Linked DNA regions of Zea mays: regions 1 and 2 are each linked to region 3. A link is a contact called in public Hi-C data. All regions are on one chromosome and are shown on one strand. The core of a region is the stretch at or near the end of the contact, and the rest is flanking DNA. Distances in the headings are between cores, read along the strand shown. Region 1 holds the start of LOC103654090 (tricalbin-3). Region 2 holds the start of LOC100280238 (putative jumonji-like transcription factor family protein). Region 3 holds the start of LOC100191677.

Evidence for each region. Hi-C and Micro-C count contacts between places; a contact is called where the count stands out from the background.
Region 1: a contact with region 3 is called in a Hi-C map of endosperm, with 2.2 times the contacts expected there. The contact joins the promoter of LOC103654090 here to the promoter of LOC100191677 in region 3. A contact is called at or near these places in 2 of 25 Hi-C or Micro-C datasets (endosperm and tassel).
Region 2: a contact with region 3 is called in a Hi-C map of endosperm, with 2.9 times the contacts expected there. The contact joins the promoter of LOC100280238 here to the promoter of LOC100191677 in region 3. A contact is called at or near these places in 2 of 25 Hi-C or Micro-C datasets (endosperm and leaf).

The regions. Positions count from the first base shown.
Region 1 is chr4:174,224,466-174,228,107 of Zm-B73-REFERENCE-NAM-5.0, reverse strand. LOC103654090 (tricalbin-3) reads right to left here and starts at 2,146. Exons shown (of 8, transcript XM_008680890.4): 1 at 1,304-2,146; 2 at 949-1,190; 3 at 156-174. The coding sequence starts at 2,025.
Region 2 is chr4:174,334,779-174,338,633 of Zm-B73-REFERENCE-NAM-5.0, reverse strand. It overlaps LOC100280238 (putative jumonji-like transcription factor family protein), which reads left to right and starts at 2,605. Exons shown (of 15, transcript XM_008678926.4): 1 at 2,605-3,381; 2 at 3,723-3,855. The coding sequence starts at 2,761.
Region 3 is chr4:174,662,243-174,666,359 of Zm-B73-REFERENCE-NAM-5.0, reverse strand. It overlaps LOC100191677, which reads right to left and starts at 2,652. Exons shown (of 5, transcript NM_001137106.1): 1 at 1,453-2,652; 2 at 769-836. The coding sequence starts at 2,056.

The sequences.
Region 1 (3,642 bases), core at 897-3,396, 440 kb after region 3:
GCAAAAAAAAAAGCCTAAATAGCAACTGTGATAAGAATAAATGCACCAACAGTAACTGCGAGTTGTAGGGAACATTTGATTACTAAGAATAAATGTTGGACCAGCACAATGCACAGCATTGAACAGTGATAACGTTTAAAGACAAACATGCTTACATAGACAGAACAGGAATCGCTGGTGGAGATAAGCACCATGTCCATGCAAAAGATGTGAGCATATAGTTAGCCAAGTGTCAAATTTGTAACACATGATGCTGTAGAAATATCAATAAAAGAAAGAACAGAAAAGGTCCACAATCAGAAACAAATAATAACAACACCTACTAGCTACTACACACGAAACTGAATGTTGACCAAAAAGAGTCAATTTGAATTAAAAAATTTTATTTGTGGCTTATCAACGGGCTGATTATGATTGAGAGTGGCTTTTGAATTTGGGAAGAGATTTATTTTTGGTAAAGGGTAACAGGTTTCTGACTTTGCAAGGAGTTCGCCAACCATCCAAATACTAGAGAAATGGAGGATATTGATACTATTTTGATCTTAATATAAGAAGCACCTTTTATGTTGTAATTTCATTTAATAGTTAAAAACTATGTGACCATAATGACATGTAACAATAATGGAACCTATGTGATAGTTTCATGACCAATTGCTCACAAGTATATGGTGTTTTACAAAAACTGCTTATAAACCTGAAACACCCGATAGTATCCCAGAAATAGCTCCAGACCTACGTGCAGAACAAAGTAATATGGTGTTTTACAAGGACACGTTTATATATAACAGTCTACCAAAGTCATGCATCTCGCATAAGAGAATCAATAGTCCAAATTCATAAGTACATTCAAGCTAGAAGGCACCAACTATGCTCAGTTTCCAACAGCAGGGATGATGAAATTTTAGTTGCAACTAGAAATGCTAACAGTTTGGAGGAGGAGGTGTATACCCATAAGATTGAATAGCCGGAACAGCGAAAGCTCAAACTTAACCTTGGGAAGGGACACAAAAGCCCAAGATACGGCTCCCACCCACGGTTCTGTTGGTATGAGCCTTAGTTTAACCCACAACTCCCCATCGATATCAAAATCTCGAACCCAGACCGGCACGACGACCGGTACTTTGGTGAACTTCAAGTAGAGTGCCAATGCCATGCGTGCTCCACCGGCATAGCGGATGCCAATCTGGTACCTGGGTGGAACCAATAGCTAATCCATTGGAGAGAAAGAGAAGATACTAGTAGAGACACTAGTAGTGATAAACAACATTACTATGATACTAAGTGGTGGGGAAGGGGAACTGACTGCAGGTCGTTGGCCCGCCTTGAGGTGCGGCGCTCGACGTTCCTGACGGAGAGGGGCTCCTCGCCGAGGTAGAACTGCCTGATTTCGACCCTGTTGACGTAATCGGGCTTGTGGAGGTTGTCGATGACGGGCTGGAGCAGGCCGACGATCCAGTTCTCGATGCCGGTGCGGTAGACCTTCCAGAGCTTGCCGAGCACCATGTTGACCCACTCGACGGACTCCTTGCGCTGCAGGTCCTTCTCGAGGAAGAGGGAGAAGCTCGGGGTGGGCACCTGCGGCCAGGAGCCGTTGACCTTGAGCTCGCGCTCGGCGCGACGGCGCTTCCGCAGCGTCCAGAGCTTGTCGAAGGCGGCGCCGACGAAGAAGAAGAGGGCGAAGAGGCCGACGACGGAGCGGCTGATGGGGGGCGCCGGGAGCGGGTGGATGACGCCGAGCTGGGTGCGGAGCTTGGAGACGAGCGGGTCCTCCCCTCCCCGGTAGGTCCCCGGGGCCGTGACCGAGAAGGGCGCCGGCGCCTCGACAGCGGCGGAGGTGGAGGGGGCCTCGGGCGGGAGGGTGGTGGTGGGGACCGGCGCCGAGCGCTTGGGGGCAAAGCTGGAGGAGGCTCGGGGGACGGGAAGGCGTCGGCATCGTCGGGGAAGGTAGAGGAGAGAGTAGGACGTGGAGGGGCTGCTAGCTGCGGAGAGGGAGGGCGGCGGTATGCCGGCCGAGGGGGTCAGCATCGGCGACCACCGCCAGAGACACCCACCCAGTCCACCACACCACACCGGACCGGACGAGGTGGAGCTGCGGCGCTTCCCACCAGTAACCAGTTCGGGGGTGACTTTTTCCTTCAGTCCTTTCTTTCTTGGGAAATTTGGATCCATACCATTAAAAGATCACCACTTTGGATCCATACCATTGCTATCTCACTTACATGTGGGTTCACATGAGTCAATGACATGTGGGGTCCATGGTATATATCTAAAGTTTGGATCTTTTAATGGTATAGATCCAATTGTTCCTTCTTTCTTTCTTTCTTCTATTGGGCTTCACATTTAAGTACGTATAAACAAGCCCACGAAAGCTCGATCAAATCAAACCCAGCTCTGCCATACCTAGTGAGCCTCCCTATCCTTACACTGTAGGGGTGCGGGAATTCAGGTTTTACGGCCCGAGGATGAGAGTACAACGGTCGCGACCGAGGCGAGCGGGCGGTTGACTGGGTTCGGCCACCGCGCGGATATCACGGTGCTCGGTGCGCAACGGCACCAAACCCGGTGATGCTCAACAGGGCCCAGCTGGGAGAAATGACTAACAGTTATGGCCCACGAGCAAGTGACACCAAAGAAGGAGAAGGGTCTGTCTCACGGGGCCCACATACCAGCATGTGAAGCGCTGATCGCAGTGGCCCGCGGGCAGTGGCACGCGCGTGAGTGAGAGACTACCAAACCCCGGGCCTGCCTGTCGGCACTGGTTGGCGCGAGGTAGGAGTTGGGCCGCGAGGATTGATTTGCGCGGACTGGAGTTGGGCCAAGAGGGGGATTCGACACAGGTCGGTTCTGCCAGGTTTTTCTTTTCTTTTATTTATTTTGTCTTGGATTCTTTCTCAAATCCAAAGCTTAGTATTTGAATTCAATTTTGGTGTGAGTTTCACATATAGTATAAATGCACAAAAAATACCAGCATGAATAAGTGGTTTTATTATTTTATATATGTTTTTTGCCTTCTTCATAGTGTATATTGTTTCCCTTTTCTTCTCTTTCCCTTTTCTATTTCATTTTCTTTTCCAAATTCAAATATTCAAGCCAAATTCAAATTTTAAATTATGATTCCTTTGTTTTGATAGAAAAAATTTTCAAATGTCTAAATCTTTATCAAAATATGATTTAGCTAACATTATTTTATTATGACCATTTGCTTTAGAAAGGGGTGAATTCTAAAGTGTAATTATTTATCAGGAGTGCTTTAATTTGATTATTTTTTTGTCTAACTGATTTCCTTATATCACATGCTTAGGATTTTGGGTGTTACAAGATCCTACTTCAATAGTTTAGATTAGATTGAACCGGTACATTATATGGGCTATTGGATCAGAGATCTATGCCCCAGATTTTAAAATGCTAGGTTGCTTCCCATCCGACTAATTTGGATCGGACGACATGGATCCGACCACGAAGGGGTACGACACCGATCTAATCGTGGCCACCCATCCGAGGATCAACGATAGTCCGCTCCCTACCCAAAACCGACGCCGAACACCGGCGGCGCAGAGCATGCATGCGGCGGCGCCATGGCCAGCGCGTGGATAACTAGCGATTCTAGCCCAAAATCGGCCAGACAAGGTTTTCTACGTGTGT
Region 2 (3,855 bases), core at 1,356-3,855, 330 kb after region 3:
TTGTTGCAATTTGGACATGATTGATGACCATATTTATGTGAAAAATATGATCCAGTAAGTATATAAAAAGTGAATTGCATTTCAGTTTATCTGAATAATATATAGTAGCACGAAGTCATGAGCAGCACACTTGTTTGCAGATCAAAATATCAACCACTGCTTCATAAAGGTATGTATAATTCATATCAATTGTGTTATATGACCCTACCAACATAGATGGTAAGTGAACAAAACATCAAAAAAGACATATCATTCCATTGTACAAATTGCCATATACATCTATGCATACCAACAGTATGTTCATCTAAAACAGTATTTAACCAGCAAAATAAACAGTTATGCAGTAGTAGTAGTGACTAAGCAACAAAATAAACATTTATACAGTACTAGAATAAACATTCATATCCCGACAAACAAAAATATACATTTATGCAGTAAACAAAAAACCAATTTAGCGTAAGTAGATCACCAATTTAGCGTAAATAGATCTTAACGTGCCTGCTAAGACGCCAGTAAGAAAACATGCTATCCCTTACTAATACCCACTTGGCAACATGCGTGTTGTTATGGGTTTGCTACTTATTATGTTTGACTGAAGCCACTTGCTATATAGCTTTGCTAAGGCCCTGAGAGACACACATTTCAAATAACTGAAAACATTTATCTTCGAATACCTAACATGCACACAAATCCACGAGGCGCCAAAAAATGATCTAGCCGAATCATATGTATATGGGGTGTTTGTCATGCTAAGCCTGTTTGGATTGACTAAAATAACTTGCTAGCCGCTAAAAATGATCCAAGTACCTTGGGCTGATCATCATCTCTCTGGTATCCTGGTTACATTTTATAAATGAATAATATGAAAACATTAATGTGCTGCGCCGTGAACACTGCAATGCAGTTTTCAAGATTGGTTTGGTGGGTTCAAATAAAAGGCCTAATGCAGTTTTCAGTTTCAGGTCATAAATATTTGCATCCATCGCATTAACAAGGATATATAAAAAGGTAGAGATTACAAAAAATACCAGCAGAGCTAAAGCTTTTGGGCAAATATTAGTATAATTCCCACACTGTTATTATCAATGTTTGGTATTATTTTTTTCTTTTGAAAATTGATGTTCCAAAGAGGTCACTGGATTTTTACAATACAATTTCTGCAGTCACACAATGATGATAAAGAAAATGTACCAATTGTAACTGGATCTGATGGGTTTGAACTGCTAGATGGAAAGCAAAAAATTTGAACTAGATCTTATGGGTTTGGACAAAGAAAAATAAACAAAACCAAAATAAATATTTATATAGTACTAGAATAAGCATTCATATATCGACAAACAAAAAACATTTATGCAGTAAACAAAAAAATAATTTAGCGTAAATATATCACCTGTGATTTCTTTGTTATTGACGGTCAGAAAATCCGACAGAGGTTGATGGAGTTGGGCACCTGGAATACGGCGCAGAGATTAACGTCGCACAAATACGGCACACGATGCATAAGAAAATGGAGCATACGAATGGGGAGATTAACGTATGCATAAAAATTACAGAGGAACTCGAGCACCTTGGAAAGCAGGACAACCGTCGGCGAGTGTGTATAAGAACAATGTGACGCGTGGGCGGAGGATTGTCAGTGGCGGGCGGCTCCACGACACTGGCAACGACGACACCGATTAGGGTTGAGGGCGAGTGGGGGCGAAGGAAGGGGAATCGGCCTGGCGGGAGGGGAGGAAGGCGAATCGCCCTGGCGTCGCCTGAATAATCGCGGCGAGTCGGCCAGGAAGGTTGACCGCGCGGGGGTTAGGGTATAGAAATGTTTGACCGCATGGGAAGTGGGGTAGTGGGCCAATTCCAGGATTTCTGGAACGTGGGTCGGTTGAAGAATTTACGCTAAATCTCTATTGTGTATAAACGGAAGAATGGGATAGCGTAAACATGTGTTGACTAAGGAATATATGGTTGACCACGTGGAAAGTGGGCCTAAGCCGCTATTTCTGGATCGAGGGCTCGCGGCTGTTACTCTGTTTACGCTAAAATGAGTTTTTGTTTACGCTAAATCAGTTCGCTTGCATAAAAAAATGATCGGACGTGGGTTTGCAGATTTGATGACTGAGACTCTCCACAGTTATATAGAGTCCATGACTCTTAATGGATAAACTATATATATATATATAATGTACGGGCATATGACTAGTATTTCTAGATAACCCTGTTAATTATGAGGCTTACATACCGAGGAGGACAAATAAATCTGCAAGGTTTAAGATTTAAGAAACATTGATTTCTTCGGTCGCGACAATTTAATGATTATTATACATTCACATCTGTATTGATTTGGACAGAATTTATATAAACAATTATCATAAAAACATAAAAACGGACAAACGAAATGTTTAGATGTTTGACCATCTCTAGTAGTTTATTCATATCCATATTTATACATATATTTAAACTATACTCTACAAACAATATAATCTATAGTACAAAACTATACAAAATGTATTTTTTGTGATTATATGGGTGAACTACTGTATATTACACGTCACTAATATATCGTTTTATATTTTATAGATAGCTGTTTATAGAAATAAGTTTGAATATGGTTATAGCTGCATATAAGCTGCTTGAGATGCTCTTAGAAGCTGATCGGCCAAAATCCGGCCAGAAACCTCGTCCGGCGGCATCAGCATTTCCTCTCCCACATTTCGCCCCGCCCTACGCCTACACGACGGCGCTGCGGCAAGCGCCGACCAATCCATGGCAGACGAGGCGGAGTGGAACGAGGCTGAGGCCGGGATCGCGGCCCCGGGCGCGGGCGTGGCTCCTCCAGCGCCCGGAGGCGGCGAGGAAACCAAGAGGAAGAGGGGGAGGCCCAAAGGTAGCCTCGACACGTATAAGAGGCGGAGGCGGAGGCGGCGCACCGGCGACCTGGTGTCGGCGGTGCCCGCGGCTAGCCTCGGGGATATGGGCCACTCATGTGGCTGCATTCCCGCTCCCCCACTCCCTCCCCCCTGCACTGTGTACACTGTACGCGACGGCGGCGTGGCAATCACCCCTCAATCCATGGAGGACGAAGCGGAGGGGGTCGAGGCTGAGTCCGGGAATGCGGGCGCGGCCTCCGCCGCCAGAGACGGCGAGGAAACCAAGCGGAAGAGGGGAAGTCCCGAAGGTAGCTTGAATGAGAGGAACAAGGACAGGACGCCTAAGCCCAAGGCCAAGGGGAGGCGGAGGCGGCGCACCGACGACCAGACCTTGTCGGTGTCCGCGGTGAGCCTCGGGGATCTAGGGCTCGGGGTAGCGGCGGGGACCAGGTCGATCAGAGAGAGGAGGCCGGCGCCCAATGCGTTCTTCGACGTGGGCAGCGACAGCGATACTGAGGTGAGCAGATTTTGTTCCTCTCTGCACATTCGCCGGGCGATGGACCACGCCTGCTCTGGGCGTTCCTCCCTTCACCCTTTATCCGGGCGGCAAGCGAGTTATGCTCTGCGCCTCTGCCTCTTGTTTTTTTTTGTTTTAAATGGTAAACAATATTCCACCATCACCCTGCCGATTTGCTTCTTATACTTCATTCAGAAAAAAATGCAATACCGGTGAGGAACGATGTATTTTTGTATGATTTGTTTTTTTTCCCGAGATACCTTTTCTGTGGTCCTGATTTTTTTTTCTGGGTTAGTTTTTGCTGAGGCTATGCATCAATTGACTTACTGCTGTTTTGCTAGCATGATGATGATGATGATGAGGAGCAAACTACGATTGATCAGGCCAATCACGAGAGTGCTAAAACAGGTGATTCTGTAAAGAAGGGAGGAAGACCCAGGAAAATGGAAGCGGGCCAATTGCATACTAGGACGC
Region 3 (4,117 bases), core at 1,403-3,902:
TATTAAGAAGCCGTTCTCACGCAAGTCGAGAAAACCCCCGAACCCATACACAGTGGCACCGTAGCCCATGTGAGAAACGACCGCGACCGGGACTGGGCCTTAGACATGTGCTTTGGCATGGGACAGACGAGGGGATTTTTTTAACCACATCCTGAAATTCGCTCCTACAGGGAGTCGAACTCAGGACCTGAGTAGTGCTACTCGGACCACCTAACCAACCGGCTAGAGGCCATTTCGCATTCCAATTATCTAAGAGAAATTAACCTGCTAAATGTAACAATGATGCTAAAGCAGCTGCAACCATCCCATGTTACAACCACCTAACCAACTCGGTTGAGGCCCTTTCGATGTCAATGATAAATTCCTTATTTGACACCTAACAAAGTGGCTGTGATCTAATGTATGACAGTAATATAGAAGCCACTAAATGCTACCCGTGAGCCAAAAACAACAGATTTACCACCGAAGAAGAGTTTGCTACACTAGCTCCAGATTCATCTGGCATTGTCTATTCAGATACCACATCTAACAAAAGGCCCTTATTACAGTAGGAAATTTATTAGATATGCACACTGGGTATTTTGGTAAACAATGTAAATTTGAAGATAATTAGCAGCATCGGATACAAACCATCACCACCCATCACTCGTGCCACTATGCAAACAAGTCCCACTCCCACATAGCAATCATGCATAAATCAACACTGGGTGCAAAGTGCAAACAACCCTTTTGGAAATGAATCATCAGTTAGTGTTCATTCGAACTTACCTCTCCTGGCTGAATAATAATCACATGAGGAGTAAAACCAGTTCCAACAGAGCCAAGAAACCACTTTCCTAAACGAGACAATAGAATTTCATCAGACGACAAAGATACAAAATCAACAGTTCGTGGATATAAAAAAGGGAACGCAAAAGAACAAAAAAAAGCTAGCTAGGAAAAGGGTCCACTACTTTCTTTTTCTTTTGGGAAGAGACAAGGTACTAAAAGAGATCAACTGCTTGCTTTACATAATAGAGACAGCTGACAATATAAATATGTTGTAAATTCAAGAACTTTGAATTCATCATCTCAATTTAAAAAATGACCAAAAAAGATGCTTAAAAGACATGTCAGGACCTACTCAAATTCAGAGTACAATCCTGAAAAGGTCATACAACAGAAACATAAACAGAACAGAATGCGAGGGTATTGTATTTGCCATGATGACACATACATTCCAGAGGGCAATAGGTGAATAACACAGCCCAGAAGGCTGCCACAGTCAGATCATATACATACCCAAGAAGCATTACTGGCATGCAAAAAGTAACATGTTGCAGATATTGAAACCTACCCATAATTGCCTAGCACATTTCATTCTAGCACAAATAAAGTATACATAAGCCATATGAATCAATTATTATAACGCATAGGATATGCAAATGAAATTACAAGGTCACGGAAACTCACCAAGCGAAGCCAACTGTTGCATCTTTCCAGAGCCAGGTGGCCGCCCCCTGCCACGCTTCTCTGATGGCGCACCCAAGCCTGAAGCCCCTGATCCCTCCGACCCAAATCCAGAACCTGGAGCACTAATCATGGTTCCCATCCCCAAGCTGGCCGAGTGAGGTGTTAATGATGAAGAGGGTGATAACCCGAGAGTCACCGCCCCATCAGGCTTATACTTCCTTGGCCTACCCCGCTTCTTCTTCACCTGCTCATCTTGGGCAGGCCCGCTCCCCAGCTCCCCCTTAACATTGGTGCACACAGCCGAACCCATGCCAATGTCCATATCACCGCCGGAGCTGGTGCCGCCACCGGAGCTGTATTGCGCCACATGGGGTGAGGCCTCGACATGGTGGTACCCCTGTCCAATGTGGGAACCCCCAACCTGCGGGGTCTGGAATGCGTACCCAGCAGAGACAGCATCAAGATGCTGCCGGTACCCGGCGGGCGGCGGGTCATGGAGCACCGCCGAGTGGCCGGGGACACCCGGCGCCCCGATGCCCCGGTGCTGCGTGTAGAACGATGAGAAGTTGGGCCCCGACGCCACCGTGGACTCCCTCCCGTCCATTCATAGGAATGGGCAGCGCCGTAGAGCTCGCCGTCACCCACCGATACGCAGGCGGGGGCAAGCTCAGTTACAAGGAACGGCACAAAGGTCGCTACTTTGTCTCACTGTTCGAGATCGGATGCTCGGTATTGAGACTAGCAAATGGACGCAAGAATCTCAACTCCGACGATTTTGCCCTCCCCTAGGAACTCTCACGCCATACCGAGGCGAGATCAGATCGAGAAACGAGAGATCTCAACAAAGCGGTGGCATTTTCGGGGACGGCAGAAATGGAACGCGAGGCACGGATGAGGAGGAAAACACAATCTTTGCAACAAATGGCACCGACAAACGGAGGGGATTTGTGCGAAGCTTTCGGTGGAGACCGACCCTCTGAGACTAAGGGTGGCGGCGCCGGAGGGTTGGGTAGCACTCGCGCCGGGATCTGGTCGGCGGCGGGTGGGAAGGGGGCGATCCGATCGGGAATGGCGTTGCGGAAATGGGGCGCTAAAACCCTAGAGATGTGCGCTGACGGAAGGAAGGAGGGATCAGGCTCGGACCTCGGAAGAGGGGAGGGGGCGGTCCCAAGACTCCAAGAGGAAGAGCGAGCATGTACAATGGTGTATCCGTGTCTGTGTTCGAGGAGAGAGAGGGGAGGTGCGTACAAGTACAAGGATTCCATGTACATATGGTTAGACTGTTCAGATCGTATAAAATAGATGGTTTTTGTTATAGATTAGAGAGTAAATTTTAAAATAGAAGATAAGACATTTGAAAAGAATAATATAGCAACTGGAGATAGCCTTACAAGCGTATTTTAAAAACATAATTATCAGTACGCTAGAAAGATCATGTTTTTATATGTTATTACTAAGATGTATTTAAAAATCTTAATATAAAAAGCTATCACAGTGCTTAGCTATTCACACCATGATTCTAAAGGACATGCACCTTGCCCCAATAAGAGCATGAGCTTAACCTTCTCAACAAATTAATATTTGTGTACTCTAAAATAATATCTACGCCATCATGTTCCGCTAAGATCACTAGGGGACCGAGTTAATTTGATGTCGGGGACACTTTTGCACTTGTGAAATCAGTTTGTAAAGATAGATTAAAGACCGAGATCCTCTGTGACTCGAGGTGTCCTAGCTAAGTCTATGGAGCTACTCGTGTCTCGTGGCGCTCACGGCCTAAGTCCATAGGACCTCTTGTGCTCCAGAGCGTTTATCATGGTGACAACATCAAGGTAACAAGGTACTGAAGAGGATTTGATCAAGAGAGTAGAGAGTGAGTCTTGATGTCGTAGAGTATGTCTAACAACTCATGCCATCATGAGCATAGTAACATAAATATCTCTATAGAGGTTTGGGCCATAGAGTACGTAATACCTTATATTATCTTTCTGATGGTGAGACTATGTATCAAAGATATATACAATATACAATAGGCATTGGAATATCTACTATCAGTGGAAATTTAAGGCAAGCTAACTATTCCCTCCCTTTCTCTTGGCTTGGAACTTTACTTTAAACTATCTTACCTAGTTGTTGATTGTGTGGACCTAAAATTGAATGTTATTCTATCACACGTTTGGACATGGCCTATCGTAGGCCTAACTACTCAATGTCGCATCGACAAATCTGCATGGCATCTTTTACGGGGGCGTGCCCCAAGCCTCTATGGAGTTACTCTATCTTGCCATACCCATCAATGTTTCTCGCACTTTTACTACGGTCATGATCCCCTAAGATATCATGTCCAGTCGATGTGAATTATTCCAATCTTTTGGTGGGTGATGGCCCTAGTCTGTGTCGTGGTATACCCATGTTATTTTCGTATAGTGTTACACTTGCCACACATGTTATGGTGGTGGAGCAGGTGTATCCCGTTATTTCAATGCATCGCTATTGAGGCCATCCTCTGGTATCTTAACCAACCATACCTCTCTCTCTACGATAGTCATTAATGTCTGTATCATGACCTGTTGCGTCATAACCATGTTATCTATGTATGATAGCCTAACGACATTGTTGAAAGGGAAATGTGCCCTTAGACTATTTCTAAGTATTTTGGTGATTA